Linked DNA regions of Mus musculus: region 2 is linked to region 1. Evidence: chromatin contacts called from public HiChIP or PLAC-seq data. All regions are on one chromosome and are shown on one strand. The core of a region is the stretch at or near the end of the contact, and the rest is flanking DNA. Distances in the headings are between cores, read along the strand shown.

Region 1 (4,553 bases), core at 572-3,071:
GAAGTTGGGGGGACCAAGCAAGGGTGGTGTCATTTTCTTCTAGGTACGGCAACTAGGGGCTGGATTTGGGAATAAGAGGTTCAAAGGAAAATAATAGAAGGCAAAAGAAGTAAATATAATAAATATAACCATGGTTCATAAATATAACCAGTAAAATGGCCAAAAACCAAAGAATTAAAAGATTTAAAAAAAAGCCAATTAAAAGTCCCATTTGGACTCATGGGAGCAGACTAAATGCATCTGGCACTATGGGAGTGGTCAGGAAGCTTTGGGGACTAGGGACATGCTACAGTAGGAGATGAAAGTCTCTCATAGATTCATGTGTTGAACCCTGGGAGCCACCTGGTGGTGCTATTTGTGGGGTCCTGCAAACTTTAGGGTGTAGGATCTAACTGGAGGAAGCAGGCTGAAGAATAGGTGTGCCTTTGAACCAGTTCCTCCTCTCCACCTCTGTGTCTATGGTTCCTGTCTGCCCTGTGGTACAGGGGCCCCTCTACTGCATGCTTTTACCAACAATGACGCTCGGCTCAAGGGGGTAAAGCCAAGCACTTATGGGTTGGACCTTCTGAAAGTATGATATACAATGAGTGCTTCTTTGTTTAAGCTGTTTTCTCAAGTGTTTGGCCTCCACTCTATACAGATAAAAGAATAAATAACACCATACATGAAGACAGAAGTCATCGGAACAAAGGCCTACCGTAACCTTCATCTCTCTGGAATGAGATGACACATTATGTTGTGCTTTGTTTCCAAAACCATGTCCTGCATTTTCAAAATGTCAACCTGATTGTGTGTACTTAATGCGAAAAATAAACACATAAACACATGAAAGGGTTTTGCTTTCTCCCTACTAAGTGACTTGTAAGTATGCCTCTGAGATCTGATAAAGGCTTAGCAGCAAAGCCAAACATGGCCAGAGCTGGGGAATAGTCAGAGGTCTCTACTGCTATACAAAATGGTTGCTGCAGAGATCTCTGGATGCTGTTCAAGAAAACAAGCTCAAATCACGTTGGCTGTGCTGTGTGAGGCTCAAGAGTCAGAAGTGGGACTTGAGGACCCTCTGGCCCCTCATGCTAATGTCTGTGCCTCAGCTCAAGCCCAGGAACTCCAAAGAGCATCCACTCCCTGCTCATTGAGAGCGCTCTTCAAAAGTAGCCACACTACGGCACTTTAGACTTAAATGAAAGGAAGAACGAAGCTACGAAAAAAATGTGTTCACCGAGAGAACGGGTTTCAAAGAAAAACAAATACACTGAAGCAGTCCCATTACAAGAGGAGACATTACACCCCAAATAGGCAGTATTTATATTACCTTGATTGCTCAGATTGCTTCCATTTATAAAATGCACACACCATGTAAATCACATCTGCCTTCCACACAACTCCAAGTGGAGTGGGGCTGGCTCTTATCTGCCCTTGACAGAGGTGGCAACTGACCCACAGAGCAGCAACTGCCCACCAGGGGCCCTGACTTTTGTGTCCTCCAGGTGGCAAGGTGATAAACCTGAAGCCCTTGCCTGAGACTGCTGGTGCTGGGCTAACAGCTAACAGATAAGGGAAGTCCTGTGCTCCTCCCAACAGCCAGGCCTGGGAGCAGTTCATCTTGTGCTCTCCATCCCCCAAGATTGGATTTGGCATTTTTAAACCCTCAGATTATAGCCTCTCACGGCCGAGTCTGGGGTTTATGAGAAAATGGATCTGAAGCCGGCAGCCTGTGCATGGGAGAAACCTCTCCAGAAAGGCCAACCTTTTCCTCTGTGCCTCCATCGACCAGGGTTGCAAATGCCTCCCCTGGTGGGGCCAGCCAGCCTGCCCGCCTGCCTGCAGCCTCAGTGCTTTGGAAGGCTGCCAGCCCTCTGCTGCTGTTTAACACTTTGTGGGAGGCAGCTCCTAACACTGGTTCGGGCAATTTTTTTTTTTTTTTTTTTTTTTTTTTTTTTTTTGGAAGAAAGGATCGATGAGTCTGGAGGGGAAATGCGAAACACATTTGGAGTTAGCGGCGAAGAGAGGTGTGGTTTGAAGAGCTGCGTGATACGCTGTGCATACAAGAAATTAACATTCGGAGACCTGGAGAGAGGGTTAAGGAATCTTGCAGGTATATGTGCTAGTCTGTGCCTCTGACCTGCCAACTAAATCAAGCCCTGCTTCACAGATGCCCCATTGCAGCTCGCCTCTGACTCTTCATGCTTTGTTTCTGCACCTCACACTAAGGTGACCTTAAGGTCCTGAAGTTAGTGGGAAGTCTGTACTCTGACCTTTGGCCATAGACCTATCCACACAGTCCATAGAGACTCTGCTGTTGTCTCGGGATGCCTGCATCTGCAGTAGCTGTCAGCCAGTCTACTTCCCTTCCTAGTGCCCGCACTGCTGGACTCCACATTATGCAGTCCCATTCAGCCATTTTCTCCTGAACAATGGCTGAGTCTTGGATGCTGGTTTTAATCCTCATAGATTTCTGACAGATGATAAAGAATTCGAATCTCACAGTGACACACGGCCCAGGGAAACAGCAACTAGACCACAGACTCTGTACTCTACTCTGTGTGCCTTGCACAGCCCCTCTCAGCCTCAGTCTCCTGTACCCTCCAGGATGCCGACCCAGCTAGTGTTTCTGCTGGGAGGCATCTGCACTTCCTTCGATAAAACTACTGCAGCTTCAGCCTCCTCCCTCCATTGCTTTGAGGCTGGGTTCTAGCCCTGGGGCAATGCTTCACCCCATCACCCCTCCCGAGGCAAACCCCAGCCCTGTTCAGACCTTAATGAGTCCTTCTGGTGCTTTCTGTCTGGAAAGCCCTGTGTGCTTCCCATATGGCCAGTACATGCCAGGGTAAAGAACATGAGCAATTTTAGGACAGAGGGCCTGATTTCTAGCTGGACATGCTGACATCCAATGAGCCACTCCATCTTCCAGGTCTCAAAGGGAAAGGGCAATAAACTACCTCAAAGGGTCTTTAGAGTAGACTTGTTATCCTGCAGCTGAAAACACATGTGGTGGTTGCCATAGTGACAGCCATCGTCACAGTAAACGTGTTTCCAGGCTCTCTGCCCTTAGATGTCTTTCACATCCCTGACTGCCCTTCTGTATGAACCCCTGACCCCTCATGATCAATGTATGACCATCCAGAGTCTCCTGCTCCCCTTCCCTAGAACCTCTTACCCTGAGCCCACTGGAGAGACCCTTATCTACTTCACTGTGCTGCTAGCTGTGGGGTCAAGTGTGGGGAGGTGACTTCAGTAACACAGCACCTTGGAGAAGGTCAGGCTCTGGAGTTGTTCTAAGGAGACAGAGACGCTATCTTCTCCAAGGCACTGGCTACATGACATGGAGTAAGACATGGAGTGAGACTCACAGCTGCAGCCGGTGGTGGGACTATGCATGTCATGTGATTAACCCTTGGTGGGAAAGAAAGCAACAGTAGTGGTAACTGACTTGGAAGCCCACAAGGTTATAGGTGACAAGTGAAAAGAGTGAGTTGATGCCTGGCATTGTTAGCATGATAAATCCAAGCAGTCATTTCGAGACAGATAGAATTAATAATCTTAGGGAATATATGAATATTATATATACATATATATGCTTGTATATATGTGCATATATGTACATATGTACTTTTCGGTTTGGAATATATATATATATATATATACACATACATATGTATACATATATATGTTTGTAGTCTAAACTCTGAAGCACACACATATTCCAAACTCTAAAGCACAAAGACAGTGACATTAATGACATCATCATTGATGGCAACTGATTTCTGCAATGCTTCTGAGGTAGAAGGTGGCACACTGAGTGAGGACAGGTGACAGAACTAGATGCCCCAGGGCTGCTAGAATGACTGTGCATTTCCAGCTGGCTAGGGACTTGTGGCTGGGATTGCGGCACGTTGACATGTCTGACAAATGTAACTTAAGCGAGAAGGGGCTTATCTGGCTCCCAGGTCAAAGTGCTGTCAGTCCTGTTGGTGTGATCAAGGTAGGAGGAGCATCTGATCACATTCTACCCCCAGTCCGAAGCAGAGAGTGGAGCCCATGCATGCTGCTCAGCTCCATTCTCCATTTATTCAGATTGTCTGCCCAACCCAATGGACCTGCTCACAATAAGGATGGATCTTCCTTTATCCACTGATGTAATCAAGATGGTACCTTGTTAAGACACACATCGCCCATGTAATTCTGTCAATTGACAATTAACACTGACCATTACAAGGTAGGAAAGCAAAGGCTATGTGCCCATGTGAGACTCGTCCCCTGGTGGCAATAGGTACGAGTGAGGCCAATGGCCCAAAAAGATACTATGTTGGACCAGCACAGAAAAAAATAGTCTCTAATGAAGGTGAGCTCATTGCTAGGGCTGATGAATCAACATAGCAGAGACTGATATGGTGGATTGCAGTAGTCAGGTTTCGAAGTCACAGTGAACATGTTATACAGCAGTTTTCTCTGAGTCAAAACCCTCCATTCTGAAGAATCCAAAATGTAAACAACTCACAAGTCTCAATAAATCCCTAAAACTTATGAGACCCACAAGGCTATTCCATTCCCAA
Region 2 (4,895 bases), core at 1,149-3,648, 370 kb before region 1:
CCATGCCCCACTCCCTGGGCTTGGTGTGAAGATTGCATGCATCCCTGAAGTCACGCTGACCTGTACTGTCATATGCTTACTGTTACACTTCCTGCAAACTTTAAAACTCAATAAAAGTCCAGATATGTTGATAAAAACGTATATGAAAATATAGAGATAACAATAAAGAAGTAGTGATTGGTCTCTGCCAGAAGTTAGATTTCCTTCCCCTCCATTTTTGTTTTTGTTTCCTTGAGACATCCCAGGATAACCTCTAACTTACTACATAGCCATGGATGACATTAAATTCCTGATTCTCCTTACCCCCACCTCCGTTCCGTGCAATGGGATTACAGGCATCCACTATAACAGATGGTTTAAACTTTCTTTTTATGGCAGAAATGTTAAGAATGAAAGAGAGTAAGGAACATGCCCAAGGCCTCAGGATGGGCTAACCCTCACTTCTGCACCATAGTCCTTCCCACTGAGTAGCCTGTCCAGCAGATGAGTGGAATGTCAGATAAACCCAGACTCATCCTCCAGGAAAGGATGCTTGGTTGTTGTTTTCCACTGTGAGTAATCACTGCAGTCGTGAAAGAGTGTGAATTGAGTTTCTCTGAGCAAATGTGATGTTTATGTGGGGAGAAGTCTACCCTGAGACAAATTGTGGCAGTGTGGGAGGGTTCATGTAGTGTCCTATGGAAGCTGATCGACTTTTGGTTATTCCTTTTGATATATGTTCTCGGACATATACTCCAGATTTGGGCATCTCCTGTCAAATCCAAATACCAAAGGCACATACACTAGCTGTGTTAGTCAGAGTTCTCTAGAGTAACAGAACTGACAGGGTGAATACATACATACATGTATACATACATATTAAATAAATATACACCGTATCTATATACATACACATATACATACACATACACACACATACACATACATATACATATATTAAAGGGGATTTATTAGATTGGTTTACAGGTGTTGTTGGACTAGTTAAGCAATGGCTGTCTCTCAACGGGAAGGTGAAGGAAGAGGTAGTTGGCTCCTCCATGAGTCTGAATGTCTTAGCTTGCCTTTGGTCTATTGTAGAGTTCTAAAGAAGTAGGCTCTAACAGCAGTGAAGGCATAATTCAGCAGGGAAATCGATGATCTTGCCAGTGAGAGTGAGGGCAAGGAGGCAAAGAGCAAAAGCTTTCTTCTTTTCCACCATTTGATGTGGATTTCGACCAGAAGGTGTGGCCCAGATTTTAGGGTGGGGCTTCTGAGCTCAAATGATCAGGATTTAGCATAGGTGTCCTTACCTCAGGTGATCCATATCAAGAAAATTTCCCCAGAGGTGTGCCCAGCCGCTCGGGTTTTACTAGATTCCAGATGTGGTCAGGATGACAACCAAGATTAGCCATCAGACCAGCTTCAAGATGCTGGCAGGTTATGGATATTTACAAACGTCTTCTCTGGCATTGAGTTTAGTCTTTATGAGTAAAGAGAACTGATGAACACAGCTGCAAGCTGCATATAAAGTCTAATGAGGCCCTTTCCAGAGGAAGCAAGGTGTACCAGAACTGCTCAAAGGAGTGTGTTTACCTAAGTGTTTTCTGCTTCTGATCCCCTTCTTGAGTCATTGCCAGAGGAATTTGTGTGTGTGTGTGTGTGTGTGTGTGTGTGTGTGTGTGTGTGTGTGTGTGTGTGTGTGTACTCATAGGCCAGAGATCCTTATCTGGAGTCTGTCTTACTGATGCCTCACCATCTTTTTTGAGGCAAGGTCTCCCATTGAGCCTGATTCCTCTAGGCTAAGTGGCCAAAGAGCCCATGGATTCTCTTGTACCTGTTTCCTAAGCACTGGGGTTACAGGTGTGAGCTGCCACACTGACATTTTATATGAGAACTGGAGATCTGAGCTGGGGTCCTTGTGGTTCCACGGCAAACACTGTAAAATGGAGGCACTGCCCCAGCCTCAGTTTCTTTGTTTGTGTGCAGGAGTAGTAAGCTTTTACTTGTGTATGCTCATGTCTGGTACCTGTGGAGGTCAGAAAAGGGTATCAGGTCCCCAGGAACTAGAGTAATTCTGAGCTGCCACGTGGGTGCTGGGAATAGAATTCAGGATCTCGTCAAGAATAGCAAATACTCTTAACTGTTGAGCCACCTCTTCAGCCCCAAAGGTCTTTCAAAGGTGTGGCTCACCTGCACTTACTGAACTTTTGTGCCTGTGCTCAGTCTGTCCTTTTGGACTGTAGGCAGAGGGTGAGGCGGGCTGCAGCCATGCACCACTGGGTACAGCTAATGTCAGAGGAGGATCCCGGTGTTTGGTCCCAGCTTAACTTCCACATAGGCGTTCCCTAGATCTACCCTTGACGAGTTTCACCAGGCACGGCTCCATCAGTTCCCCCTGGAGCTGCACAGACTGTACCTCCTGGAAATGTCATCTGCTGGGACTGCAATTATGGTCCTCCAGCAATCACAGGCACAATGCAGGATGGGTGGAATTCAGGTGAGCGAGAGAACCCGCAATCAAGCCAGGGAAGAGAGAACAAAGCCATTTTCTTTCATTTGCCGTCAACACAACCATCAGGCCTTAATTACAAGGCAAGTGTGGGGCTGGCGCTGAAAGGCTTATTATTATACAGTTCAGCTCCAAATCAGTTCTGCATTGATGAGCGGCACCCAGAGGAAGGCACTGCAGCCTCAGTGAAAAAGAGCAGGCCCCAAACATGGTGATGAGTGGCAGGGAGCATGCTCTGGGGAATTAAAAATAATTCTGCAAGGAGGGGAGGGTGGTATACCTTAGAGCTAGCTAAAAATACACTGTGAAAGTCCCACATCCTTGTTTGCTGCATTCATCATCAAACTCAATACAGACAGACTCACTGTGGCCAGAGCTGCTTCACCCAGCCTTTTTTCTAGCATTCCCAAAGATACTCCGAATTGGTACACGCAGACTATGTGCTTGCTTGCTATGTGTGCATGCCTGTGTCTGTTCCTGTTGTGTCTCAGTGTACATACAGATGCCCACGGCATGTGCACATACATCTGTCAGGATTGGAGGCCACCATCCTTATTGTTTCAAGGCAAAGTTTCGCATTGGCCTGGGACTCATGAAACAGGTTAGGCAGGGTAGAATCCATCTGTCTCTGCCTCTCCAGAGCTGGCATTACAAATATGTCCCTCCACACCTGGCCTATGTATGTTTGTATGCATGCATGCATATAGGTACATATGCATTTTTGTGGATACTGAGGGATTGAACTCAAGTCCTCACTCTTGCAAGACAAGTACTTTACTTGCAAGATACTCACTGAGCTATCATCCCAATCCTATTTCTAATTCTTTATAAGAAACACGAGAGTATACTTAAAAACAAAAAAAAAAACCCAAAGATTGTTTCTCGTGTTTATAGAAATACATATGAATTAATTATTTATAATTTGTTTATACTAATAAATAGGGTACATAGTACATTTGCTTATTTCCACATTGAAATATTAAAATTGAGTTTAAAATATTCTTTAGAGAACTAATCCAATAATGTTTACATGTGACCCTAACCATCTTTGAATATAGCCTGTGTTTTAAAGACACGGCTTGGGATTAGCTCAGAGAGCTTAACTAGCATGCTCAAGACTGAGTCCTGCCTCAGCACTACAAACGAACAAACAAACACAATGTTTCCTGAAAGGAATTATACATATAGATGCTTCCTTCATAGATCAAAACACCTGCATTCATGCTTGAACTAAGCCCACAAATATCAGTCTTCATGTTCTAATGGGCTCGTGATGGACGCCAAGTTCACAACTGCCTTGTTTACAGTTCTGGATATGAGCTCTGTTATGGCTCTGGAGGTAGAGTTTAAGGTACTGTCAGTGGAGTGGAGATTAACACTGGCCCCTCTGGAATTGTCTCTGAGTGGGCTTGGGTTTTTGGCACAGATTTGTCCTCAGGCAGATGGGTGCCACACAGTGTTTACTGTGTTGACACACCACTGGGACATTACCAGACATCACCAGGTCACATAATCACTTCACCTATTTAAATGGCCTAGAAAATCGTCCCTAGTCGACATGCTGGACCAGATCTACGGAGAGCCATACGCCATACTGACAGCCAGGGGGCAGTCCAGACCTCAGAAGAAGGCTGCATTCTTGGTGATCCCTCCCTGTTCCATGTTTTCCTGGTCTTTTGTGGTCCCGTAATGGGGCTCCGTCTCCCAGATGACAATGTTCTCTGAGCCTGGCACTTATTTATGGATGAAAGGATTCAGGGGCACAGAGAAGATGATGCCTTCTTTCCTACAGGCTGGCCAGTTGCAGGGGACAAGATGTATATGGTGTGAGTTTCCAATGGTCCTTCCACGTGTAAACATGGAAACCCTATGCCTGGAAGACCTTCACTCCTCTGTTGTAAATTTCTCCACCTCACCTCCTAAGTGCTAGGATTACAGACAGATTCTACCATGCCCTATCAGTTACACCTGACTGCAGGGTACTGTTCGCAAGCCAAGGCTCGGGCTTATTGTCCCCGCGCCTTCTGGAAAGCAGTTTGCAAGCCGATTTTCCTAGAGCATCCAGCTTTCTGTGTATGCTCCACTAGGCGAAACGATGACCTTGGCAAAGCCAGTTTGCACAGAGCTGCTACTAATCTTTTACGTAGAGCTTCAACAGTTTCCCCTGCCCCCTGGAGCTTCTGTGACCTTGCTCCTACCAAGACTGCAGATGGCTCTGGATCTTCCTCTCCCTCTCCTGATGCAAGAACAGAGTTTCCTAGAGAAGTTCTTGGAATGTGGCTCCAGGCCTTCAGACAGCCTTGCACCTTTGTGAGTGGCCAAGGTCTTCCCTTGCCCAGCAGTATGATCTTCAGACGTGTCAGGTAAAACCACTTTTGCAGTGTGGTGAGGCAGAATAAGAGAATGC

The links. HiChIP or PLAC-seq counts read pairs in DNA pulled down with a chosen protein or histone mark.
Region 2: an H3K4me3 HiChIP or PLAC-seq map of embryonic basal ganglia shows a contact between it and region 1, with 2.5 times the contacts expected there. The contact joins two enhancer-like sites. A contact is called at or near these places in 6 of 484 Hi-C or Micro-C datasets (all in embryonic stem cells) and 1 of 115 datasets of contacts at active chromatin or transcription factors (embryonic basal ganglia).

The regions. Positions count from the first base shown.
Region 1 is chr12:29,255,654-29,260,206 of GRCm38.p6, reverse strand. All of the region lies in intron 1 of Gm31569 (a long non-coding RNA gene), which reads right to left. Among named protein-coding and RNA genes, the nearest start is that of Gm31569, 52 kb to the right of the region's middle. Within about 2 kb of position 1,821, at least 79 of the 459 cell types and tissues checked have an H3K27ac peak or open chromatin away from gene starts, as enhancers often do. A contact at or near this core is called in embryonic basal ganglia, where this site is marked.
Region 2 is chr12:29,627,779-29,632,673 of GRCm38.p6, reverse strand. The region is part of intron 2 of Myt1l (myelin transcription factor 1-like); the gene reads right to left. Among named protein-coding and RNA genes, the nearest start is that of C630031E19Rik, 56 kb to the left of the region's middle. Within about 2 kb of position 2,398, at least 26 of the 459 cell types and tissues checked have an H3K27ac peak or open chromatin away from gene starts, as enhancers often do. A contact at or near this core is called in embryonic basal ganglia, where this site is marked.